Linked DNA regions of Ovis aries: region 2 is linked to region 1. Evidence: chromatin contacts called from public Hi-C data. All regions are on one chromosome and are shown on one strand. The core of a region is the stretch at or near the end of the contact, and the rest is flanking DNA. Distances in the headings are between cores, read along the strand shown.

Region 1 (5,758 bases), core at 2,004-4,503:
ATTAAAAGAGACAGAGTTGTTGGGGCAAAGCCTCTTGTCTTGGATTTATTTTTTAAGGTGTAAACCCTGAGAGGATCCGTGGTCACACAGCTGATTCCTGAGAGAGCTCCCCTCCACACATCCTGTCTCTGTCCATCCATGCCTGCTCCCAACAGAAGCAACACGGTTATCACTAGCCTCTTGGTGTCTCCTTTTGGTTTAATTTTTCCTTAATGGTTTTGCAGGTGATTGGAGAATTTTATAGCTCCAGTGGTATAGTTGGACTCCTTTGGAGCACCTGTCATTTATGTTTTTACTGTAGTTTCATTGTTAGAATGAAAAAGGAGCCAAAGAAAAATGTTTCCCAAAGACACTCATCTAATTATTGAATTGTGCAGTTTCCCTTTAAATGGGTGTCTTTTTTTTTTTTTAGCCCCTGATTTGTTTCTTTTGTTTCCTTTGAAAATGTTCATAATATTTAATTACCTTCACTAATTCCTCAGTGCTTAGATTGTTACAGGCTTTGTTTGTTATTTTTATAGAGTTCATCTTGCCCTTTTTAACAACTTGCCCAATTTTCCATTCTCTTGGAGTTATTGAGTATAGCACATTGATTATTCAAAAATTTTTTTATCTTTATCACATTTATATTTTGTTCTAAACGACATTGTTAAAAATTCACAAAATTGGTCTGTATCAGTTCCTTACCGTTAAATTAAAAAAAAAAAAAAGGATGGATCGCTTCAGCATGTTCAGAACATTTGCAACCCTAGAGATTTTTTTTCTGAGCACAAAATGTGTTCAAGAGCAGAAGCCAGCCTCAGAGGCACAGAAGATGAAAACAACTGAATTAGTTTCAGTCACTGTATTCTTTGGAGTCAAGAAATTAACCCAGAAATAACATAAATAGTAAGATGATGAGCTGAGAATCTGAAATGTTTTCAGCTTCCTTTATCTAAGATGCTCATTGTTTGGAGGTGACTTTGTACATTTTCATGTCATTGATGACTACAGATTAAAACTGAAAAGAAAAAAAAAGAAAGTATTGTAACCACATCTTACTGGCCCAAACCAGTTGTGTGATATTATACTTTAGAGCCACGGGTGTTTTTCTTCATGACGTATCTTTCTTTTTGCCCTCTTCTACAATATTTGGTAGGCCACATATTTAATTACATAGGAGACATAAGAAATACGAATGCTTGAAAGTTCACAGGGCCACGTAAGAGCCTGATGGCTTGGGGAACATGAGAAGAAATTTCATTTTACTTGGCAGTAAAACAGGAAATGACAGAAGCCTTATGGACACACGGAGACACTTTAGAGGAGGCCGTACTTCCGGTGAGTGGGCAGGGCTTGCTGAAGTCTTCCGGTGGATCTTGCAGTTCTTGTCCTGCCCCCAACATCCGCTACTCAGCACTCACGTCTCCTGGTCCTTTAGTCTGTAAACGTTCTGATCCTCCAGAACACATCCCAGGGGAAAAGGTGAAGTTCCAGGAAACTCTGGGAGAAAGGCTGAAGAGGGGGGCAAAAAAAAAAAGAAAAGATGACTTGAAAATTAATCATCCAAATTATGCCAGAGTAAATGCACAGCTGTAAATACATGGTCCATATCTTTTTCATATTTTTAAATAGTGCTTTCAGGAAGGGCCTTTGTCTCTGACAAAGACTCAGCCAGAGTGTATGGAAAAGTAGCTTTGAAAAAGTTACTTTTAAGATATTGAAGACTGCTTTTTAAACATAACATAGTTTTGTTTATGGGGTTTAACAAACATCAAGAGGCTGTTTCGAGATCTGTTTTAAACAAATTCTAATTTAGGATAAAGAGAAGCCATTCCAGTGCTGGACCAAAGATTCCTGAACCAAATTATTTTTGTGTTTTAAGCAGATTTCCTGGCTTTGTAGTCTGGAGGTGCCGGGACACCTCAGCCTGCCTTAACCTACCTGCTCTGGGCTGCTAGGGCTACACAGAGAGCCAAGCTTAAGGGCCAATTACATGTATTTCTTCCCAACTCTGCATCCAGTGGTCTCATACAGTGACTTGAAGCTGGCCGTGATGAAAGTATTTATACCACAGATACTGGCTGGTTCTACAAATCACACCTTTATTCCCTGAGTTAGCCATCTAAGTATTTGCCAGCATATCTGTTTCTACTGATACTTGCTTTGAAAACTCTGGGTTGGTCTGATTCTATGAAACTGTTTGCTTTTAGCGTTTAGTTGCCACTAACTCTTAGACACAAGCTCTCAGATTTAGTTTCCGAGCCCTGCAGGTTGGGCTGGGTGAGGCCTGGGCCTGGGGAGTTTAGGCAGGGGATTCTGACGAGCTCTGTGGCCCGTCTCCCCGCTCCTGCCAGACTGTGTGCCATCCCACCGGGATCCTCCCTGCTGGGAGCTAGAAACAGCTGCAGTGTGTCCTGAAGAGCTTGCTCGGTGAGGAATGCCCAGAGCACAGGCTCTCTCTCCTCTGTGGTCACATTTCCCAGTGAAAGTGGAAGGTCTTTTTATTACCCTTTACTTATATCATGCTGTGTTTTCCCCACGTCTGCCCCCTGCACACAGTTTACAGGCCACACCCTGCGAGCATTGCAACAGTCTGGTTTCTGGGATGAAATAAACAGTATGTGAAAGGACAGAGTACATGGGAATAACATCTTTACATCAGGCTGACCTCTAAGGAGATCAACACATCGGATAAAAGTGGTCACATTCTCACAGTCCTGTACACATGATTATGGGGCGATGGGAGAGCCATGCACTGGTTTCACGTCTGGCTGATGTATAGAGCTGGATTTGGCCTTTCAATAAAAAAAAAATGGCAAAGGCTTGGCCTGGTTTGCCGTGAGGTGTTTTGTGTGGTGTGGGTGTATTCCACACAAACTCTCCTGAGGCTCGGGCGGGAGTAAACTGTTCCACTCTCCTGCAAAGGCCTTAATTCATTAGCCGCTCACGCTCGTGTGGCAGGTTTCTTCCCCAGTGGGAGCCAGGCCCCCTCCAAGCAGCCACCCTGTCCTGGGACTAAAGCAAAAGTGCAGTGTTGTGGGTGTGTGTTCTATCTGTTGTCTATTTGCGTCTTCGACCTTCTTGTTGGGCGCGTTTCCAGCTCTTCTGGCTGAAGCAGTGTTGCTTTCCCTTTGAACTAAATATTTTTATCTCTTTACAGTCCAATTTATGAATATTTGAAATGCTCTTTTTTGTGTGTGTGTTGGGGGTGGGGGCAGTGTACAGGGGACTGTGGAAAAGAAGTTTAAGAGAAAAAAAAAAAAATCCAGATCACTGATAGGAACTTCTCCAATAGACACTTTGCCAAACCTGGTGCTTCCTTCCTTCAGGGAGGTCCTTCTTGAAGAATTGTGTCTGTCCTTCATCTCAGTAGAAGTAATTTATTGCCGTTCATTTTCAACTGTACTTTCACATTTTGGTTTTCTTGTACTATTTTTGGTAGAAAATTGGCAGCCTTGAGTTGCCAACCATGCAGGGAAATTTTTAAGTCTTAAAGATTTTTTTTTCAGTATCAGTCATTACTTGATTTTTATTTTATAAAATCCTCCTTGGTTTTTGTTTTTTCCCCTTTGGACTCTCTTAACTGTATTTGAAAATGGACACAGGACGAAACCTAATAATAAAATTCTGAGCACAGATTTCTCTCTTGGCAGCATTCTTGAACCATGATCATACTTTTGTAATGCTGTGTCCTAAACGCCAGAATGACATTTATAGCTTGCTAGCTGTTGAGCCTGCTTAACCTTGAACCAGCTTCAAGGCCTTCACATCAGCATTAGCAGACAGAGCCCCCTGCTGGAAGTTCGGGGGACCAGATTTCCATTGGAAATGGAGCTGGGCGAGGGGAGGCGGGGAGAGGGCTGGGGGGGAGGGGAGAGTCTGTCCCAAGAGCTAGGAGACCAGGAGGCTGAAATATGACCAACGCTATGGAAAAAATAGATGGCATGCTTTTGACTAACTGCATGAGTTAACATCTCAATGAATGTTTTTCAATAGCTCTTCATGTCCTTTTGAAAGTTTGGGTGATAAAGGCAGGGAACCTGATCTCTTTCAGTCATGGACTGTTTCTCAAATTAGTATTTCCTGCGAAATAGTCTTTAGGTTGTTGATAGGTATGCAGGAAGAAATGGGGTCCTACGTGCAAGAAGTTTTGAAAAAGGTGGATTAAATGCAATCAAACATGATTCTTGGTTGCAGCACTTATCAGAGTCTTTAATATGAAAATAATATTTCAAACAACACACTGAGTTTTCCCTAAAATTGTTGGGCTGTGGACCTCTACATGGTACTCTTATTAATCTTTTTGGAAGTGTTTCACAGAATATCAGTGTAGGAATATCAAAATGATATTTCTCTCATTTTTTCCTAAGAGTTCTGTTTTAAAGAATATTTTCTTTCAGTTTTATTCTGTTTTCAAAGTATATAACATTGAAGTCTATTGCTTATCAATATTTTTACTGTTTTTAATGCTGAGAGACAGTGTTTTTACACTTAGTGATTTTTTTTAAGAGTATCTTGAGTCTAATTCATCTTGAATCTTTGTTCAATGTTTGTGCTAGTCTTACTAATATCTTTGTTGAGACCTAAATTCACTAATATTTTTTAGATACTACCTTTCTTTAGCTTCTATACACATGCTTTAACAATTGGCAGTTTAAAAAAAGGAAGACTTAAAAGAGTTGTAGGCAAATACAGTATTGATTCTATATTGGAAAAAAGCAAACTGGTCTGATACAAATATTACGAAAACAAACTCTTCTCATAAAATCAAAAGGTGTCTGAAACGGAAGGTTTCTTATTTTTATTAGAATTACAGGCTTTCTCTTAAAATCTGCTACTTCAAAAACATTCCTCTGTGGTCATGCGCCGATGCTTATCATTTTCTAACTGTGACTGAGCAAGAGGGATATTTACTAGGAAACATAAAAGCTCATGAGAAATATCTAATTTTGCTGGGTTTCCAGTTTGAGATCTTTACAAGGATCTAATTGTGCAGATCACGTTTTAGTAAACACGTGTTCTGTCTGAGCCAGATCTGTTTCTCGGGGGTCTGTTCCTAGTTATCATATCACCGAAAACGCTGAAGCCCAGCACACAGGCTTTTGTCCCCAGAGCCCTCCAGTTGTGATTAGTTTATAGAAGAGAGCACCCCCTGGTCCCCTGGGGAACGCCGGCCCACTGGCCGAGCTTCAGCCTTGTTCTCCGGAGAAGTGCGTCACGTGGACCCTGTGTTAGATGTAGGCCACTGCAAACTGTGGCAGAACGTGGTCAGAGTGATTAGGGTCACGCGGCGCTTACTGGACTGTCTCCATTCAGGACTTGCATTCTGGAAAGATTCTTGGCTTTAGGCGGAGAGCTGCTCTGCTCAGGAAGGAGAGAAAATTAATTCTCCAGTCCGAGATCTTCCTTCTCAACGCCATGTCCTGAGCTTGTTGGTAAATTCTGCTCTCACCCTGCTGATTCTGGGTCAGAAGACGTCTGCTCCAGCTTCTGACTCGGAGGGCTCCGGCAGGAGAGAGATGTGCCGTCTGTCCTTCTGGGATCGGAGGATTCCACCCAGAGCTCCCAGACCAGGGCTCTCAGGACTTACCAGCAACTTCATGGAAACTCCTCCAGGGCTGTGCATCCTGACTTGGCAAAAAGGCTTTCTTCTGTGTGCTTCTCCTTTGAGAAAAACCAAAATATAAATATTTGATTTAAATCAAACACACTAACATGTGTGGGGTAATTGTGCTTAGTAGCTCAGTCATGTCCAGCTTTTTGCGACCCCGTGGAC
Region 2 (5,758 bases), core at 2,419-4,918, 160 kb after region 1:
GTGGGGCAGTTCACTCTGTCCAGGTCCTGGGACCTTAAGAACGCGGGCACACCCAGAACCCAGGCTCCCCCTGGTGGCAGGTGGAGCCCCATCCAGAATGGTGCTTCCTAATACCAGGCAGAGTGTTTAAGACCTCAAATCATCCTGGTTTCTCTAGAACCCCACAGTCCAGGGGTCCTGGGGGTGCCCCCCCACACACTGGCATCCTTCATCCCATCAGCCTGATGCACCACGGGCTGCCCGTGAGCTCCGCTGTCTGGGAGAAAATGCCTTCTACGTCTCCGTCTGGAAGTCAGACCTCCCAACAGGGAGCTCACCCTGGTCTCTTGTTTTCCAGACTGTCGTCGGTGTTTCTTGGCTTGATGTGGTGTCTGGACACAGAAGGTGAGGAACAGATGCCTTAACTCCGGGACTGGAACGGGTGCCCATACCCTCCCCGGCTCTGGTCTTTGACATCTTGGTTTGAATCTTACGTTAATGTCGGGGAACAGATTTTCACCCTCGTAGCTCTCCAATGACCGTAAGAAACAGCACTACCAGTGAAACAGGCCAAGATGACAGAAGCAACCATAATAATCCCCAGACTGAACAAGGATACCATAGCTCTGGACCTGCCTTACTTTTACTGAGAATTAGAAATGACTTTGGAGAAGGCAATGGCAACCCACTCCAGTACTCTTACCTGGGAAATCCCATGGACGGAGGAGCCTGGTGGGCTGCAGTCCATGGGGTCTCGAAGAGTCAGACACGATTGAGCAACTTCACTTTCACTTTTCAATTTCATGCATTGGAGAAGGAAATGGCAACCCACTCCAGTGTTCTTGCCTGGAGAATCCCAGAGACAGGGGGAGCCTGGTGGGCTGCACAGGGTCAGACACAACTGAAGCAACTTAGCAGCAGCAGCAGCAGCAGAATGACTTATTTTCACTTTTTCTCTTGAACGCGGTTGCTGTTATCAAAGAAGCAGGGACATGCCCTCACTCACAAAGACATGACCTCTGGGCCCTCCACTGGGTTAAGGGGCTTGTGGGGGGCGCTGGACACAGGGTGGGCAATGCCTGCTCTTGCGCTGCCTGGACCACTGTCCTTCGGGGACTGCATCTGTGTGAGGTACCCACCTGAGAGCATCTCTGAGGATGAACTGAGCTAAGACGGGGGCCCTGCTGGGAACAGTCCATCCTGACACTCCATAAACGTTAGCTGCTATTAGGAGGATTAGGAAAGCATGGTAAATGTACACTTCCCTGAGCTTTTGTCTTGGGAAGGGAATGCTTCAAGAGTGTGCCAAAGTCAAACCGATTTAGTTTTAGAACTATAGAGAAAGACATTGCTATCTGCTGAGATCTTACTTACCAAGCACCAGCTTGCGGTGCGTGTTTACGGCTGATGCAACTGTTAGAAATAAGAGGCTCTGGAACAGCGGATGCCTCCGCAGTGGAGTCATGGGATGTGCTTTATTTGTAGGGGGCTGGATAAATTCCGACCCGAGTTATCTTGGGACGGCCCTTAAGTGGCCTGTGTAAGCTGCATTTCAGGCTCAAGCTCAGTTCCTAGAGGACAGGTGTGCATCCGAGAATGTTGGCGGTGGTCTCGGAAACTTTTGTGGGAGACCAGCTCTCAGATGGATCCAAGGGTCCTAAAGATGTCCCAACCCAGACAAGGGCCAATGGGCAGTGGTCTCAAGCTTAAAAGCGAGGAAGCCAGCTGCCAATGGTTGGGTGGAAAAAAACAGACACTGATGATTTTGGAAGCTTGCTGATATCTGACATTTCATACACATTAAATGAATTGACAAGGGAATCAATGCTTCCAATAGAAACTGTGACCCTGAATTTGGTGCTGTGATGATATGGTGTTGAACATCCATCTGTCTGAAAACAGCCTCTCAAATCGTGGGCTCCCACGTGGCTGGGTCTTGATGATTCAGGGGCACGTGTTCATCACAGGGCCATTGCGGGCTGTGTCTTTTCCCTTTAATCTCCTCAGTTCAGTTCAGTCGCTCAGTCATGTCTGACTCTTTGCAACCCCATGAATCACAGCATGCCAGGTTTCCCTGTCCACCACCAACTCCCAGAGTTCACTCACACTCACGTCCATCAAGTTGCTGATGCCATCCAGCCATCTTATCCTCTGTCGTCCTCTTCTTCTCTTGTCCCCAGTCCCTCCCAGCATCAGAGTCTTTTCCAACGAGTCAACTCTTTGCATGAGGTGGCCAAAGTACCAGAGTTTCAGCTTTAGGATCATTCCATCCAAAGAACACCCAGGACTGATATCCTTTAGAATGGACTGGTTGAATCTCTTTGCAGTCCAAGGGACTCTCAAGAGTCTTCTCCAACACCACACTTCAAAAGCATCAGTTCTTCGGTGCTCAGCTTTCTTCACAGTCCAACTCTCACATCCATACACGACTACTGGAAAAACCATAGCCTTGACTAGACGGACCTTTGTTGGCAAAGTAATGTCTCTGCTTTTGAATATGCTATCTAGGTTGGTCATAACATTCCTTCCAAGGAGTAAGTGTCTTTTAATTTCATGGCTGCAGTCATCATCTGCAGTGATTTTGGAACCCCAAAAAATAGTCTGACACTGTTTCCACTGTTTCCACTGTTTCCCCATCTATTTGCCATGAAGTGATGGGACCAAATGCCATGATCTTAGTTTTCTGAATGTTGAGCTTTAAGCCAACTTTTTAACTCTCCTCTCTCACTTTCATCAAGAGGCTTTTTAGTTCTCCTGACCCCCTGTTATTTTCCCCCACCTGTTTTATCTCTGGATGCAGAGATGACATATTTTTCCCATGGCACAAATTCGCCCACTTGCATTTTTCAAGGGGACTAATCGTAAAGCGCAGTCAGACTTGGAGACACTGATACTAAATTTATCTGCAAGAAGAGTGCATCTTGTCTATTTGATATGAAATGGGATGGTTCTGTTTCCTAAATGATCCACCTTTGGTCAAAGAAAGTTCCTGGGAGGAATGAGAATGTTTCCTGTGACTTTTCTCTTTTCCTTCCTCCTCTCATCCTTGACCTTGATACAAACTCAAATGCGTTTAAAATAGAGCTAGTTTGGGGAGGGGCAAGGGGGGTGGACTCCAGAGTTCAGTGAACAACTCCACCCTCAAAGGGCCAGGTTCTGTGCCCTAATAAAAGCAGGCTCTGCATAAAGGCTTGAGGGCTGACCATCCTCCCCACAGGACTCATCCAGACGAACTTGGCGGTTGCGCTCTCCTCCCCTCCCCTCTCCTCTGCGCCCCCTTCCATCCTGTCGTCCAGCCAGCTTCACAGGGCACTGGGAGCCTTGGGACACTTTCTCTTCCATGCCTCCTCTTGGGAGGCTGTTGTCATTGGGATTGACACTGGGCTCCTGTGTGGCTGGGCCTGGGGTGCTGTTAATTGTAGCACTTCTGAGGCACTTGGTCCCAAATATGGCACCACAGCAGCTGAAGCACCTTATGAAAATAGCATTAAAATGTGTAATGTGCTATAAATAAACAGAGGGAGACAGCCAGGAAGCTGTGCTAATCACTGCTTTGATGTCGCATGAATTACTGTATTTTTAAGGGCCTCAAGTTTCTGACTGCTTGTTTTGACTCAGCTGCCACGGCTCCTCTGAGGGGTTGGACCCAGTGTTCCGACCTCCTCTGCCTCCGTGGTGACAGCTGTTGTCCCTTGACTCACAGGAAAACCATTTCTCCACCCTTCCCCTGCTCCCAGCCCTTTCCTGGCAGGACTCCTTGTAAACCTCCACCCCCTCCCCTTCCCGGGGGGTGGCCAAGCGCGAGGACAGCCGACTGGCAGGGCTCCAGGTTATCCCAAGGTCCTGTGTCTCTGCCAGCCGGCCAGGCACCCGGTGGCAACATCCTATTTTTAATCTTGGGTGCCCGGGCGTTCTCTTAGTTGGTCTGCGGGGTTGGGAAATGGAGTTCGGCCGGACGGTGTCACTGGGAGCCGTGGGGGACTAAACCCTTCTCTGCGTGGAGCTCACAGGCGGAGAACATCCTATAGCCCAGTTTCGGGGGGTCAGGACCTTCCTGCTTTGCCTGCGCAGTGACTGGTCCCTTTAAAACAAGTCCCGGTCCTGACGTGCCCAGCATGAGTCTGAGAGGCCTTGGGCGATAAGGGTTCCATGCCTTCTGTGGTCTCAGGACGACACGGATGCCACAGGCCACGGGTAAAGGCCGGGGGCAGTCCCCACTCTGCACTGCCCAGGCGACCCCTTGCAGACCGGCCTCGGGCAGCCCTCCCGCTGGTCCCTGGCTAGGTGTCGGCTCTGCTCCTGGAGCCAGCAGCACCCTCTTGTGGTCGGAAGGGCTGTTTCCTTTTCCTCCTTGCCTTTTTAAGAACTATAGTATTAACATTTTAAGAGACACAGATGTATAGAACAGTCTTTTGGACTCTGTGGGAGAGGAAGAGGGTGGGATGATTTGGGAGAATGGCATTGAAACATGTATAATATCATATATGAAATGAGTCGCCAGCCCAGGTTCAATGCATGATACTGGATGCTTGGGGCTGGTGCACTGGGATGACCCAGAGGGATGTTACCGGGAGGTAGGAGGGAGGGGGGTTCAGGATGGGGAACACGTGTATACCTGTGGTGGATACATGTTGATGTATGGCAAAACCAATACAGTATTGTAAAGTAATTAACTTCCAATTAAAAGAAACAAATTAATTTTTAAAAAACCAATATTTTCTCTGTTTTCGCCTTTCCCACTAATCCTTAGGGGGAAAAATGTGTTCTATTTAGTTTGAAGATGAACTGGGTAGAGAGACAGAGATGACGGAGGTGCTTTCATCACCACCATCATCCTTGTATTACCCCCACCCCATCCCCACCCCGATCACGCCACATACATCCTCTCAAACCTGGACTTGGTAAAATATCTCTTTAATGGTCTCTTCAGGATTCTGTCCTCTCATCCTTATTTACTTATCTGTCTTAAAATTAAGCCGAATTGTCTTTAAAGCTTTTTGTGTGTTTTTTATTATTGCTTTGTTTCGGAGAATATTGACAACCGCCGTCTGGATGTAGCTGGAAGGCAGAGCCCTTCATGAAACACCCATTTCTGCCTCTGCTGGGGGTTTCTTAGTCTCTTTCGCTAAGCTGGAGCCGAGTCCGCCCTCTGCGGCCACCAGCTGGACTCTCCCCTCCTCCCTCCCTCCTGTTCTGCTTCCCTGGGAGGTGTCAGACCCGGTCTTGGGTCCAGTTCTCTGCATGCCCACCTCTGCCCATCTTCACCAGAAGGTCCTTCTGCCTTAGCCTTGGTGGACACTTCCTCTTCTTCAAACCATTGACACTTGCAATTCATCCTAGTTAGCACCTTGTTATCTTTTTGCAAACAACTTCAGTCCATCTCCCCAAGGACATTAGTGTTTCCCACGAGCAGGGACCAGCTATGCACCTTTGCTCCTCCTGGCTATTGGAAAAGTGACAGTGGTAGTCCACGTGGGTCCGTGTGGACCTCTCACTGCTTATGAGGCCCTGGCCCTGCGCCTGTGTGCATTAGTGGACCACATCCTCATAACGACCTTCTGAGGTCAATGTCCTTACAATGATCAGAGGACGCTATCACACAGCAGGAGGCGTGGAGACTCAGAGAGCACAGGGCCTTTGTCTTGGTCCCAGGAGAGGACGGGATGGACCCAGGACTGTGATCCTAAACCCGGATTGCTTCTCACTACAGCCAGTCAGTCCCGCCGTCGTGACAAAGACTCTGTGACGTAAGTTCTGTCTTAATGGTCGTAACTGCAAA

Evidence for each region. A called contact is a pair of places that touch in the nucleus more often than the background predicts.
Region 2: a Hi-C map of muscle shows a contact between it and region 1, with 10 times the contacts expected there. The contact joins two enhancer-like sites. A contact is called at or near these places in 5 of 16 Hi-C or Micro-C datasets (hypothalamus, muscle, omental adipose tissue and 2 more).

What each region holds. Positions count from the first base shown.
Region 1 is chr8:87,058,453-87,064,210 of ARS-UI_Ramb_v3.0, forward strand. No RefSeq gene overlaps it. Among named protein-coding and RNA genes, the nearest start is that of QKI, 500 kb to the left of the region's middle. Within about 2 kb of position 3,254, at least 9 of the 54 cell types and tissues checked have an H3K27ac peak or open chromatin away from gene starts, as enhancers often do. A contact at or near this core is called in muscle and tail adipose tissue, where this site is marked.
Region 2 is chr8:87,220,008-87,225,765 of ARS-UI_Ramb_v3.0, forward strand. No RefSeq gene overlaps it. Among named protein-coding and RNA genes, the nearest start is that of QKI, 660 kb to the left of the region's middle. Within about 2 kb of position 3,669, at least 29 of the 54 cell types and tissues checked have an H3K27ac peak or open chromatin away from gene starts, as enhancers often do. A contact at or near this core is called in muscle and tail adipose tissue, where this site is marked.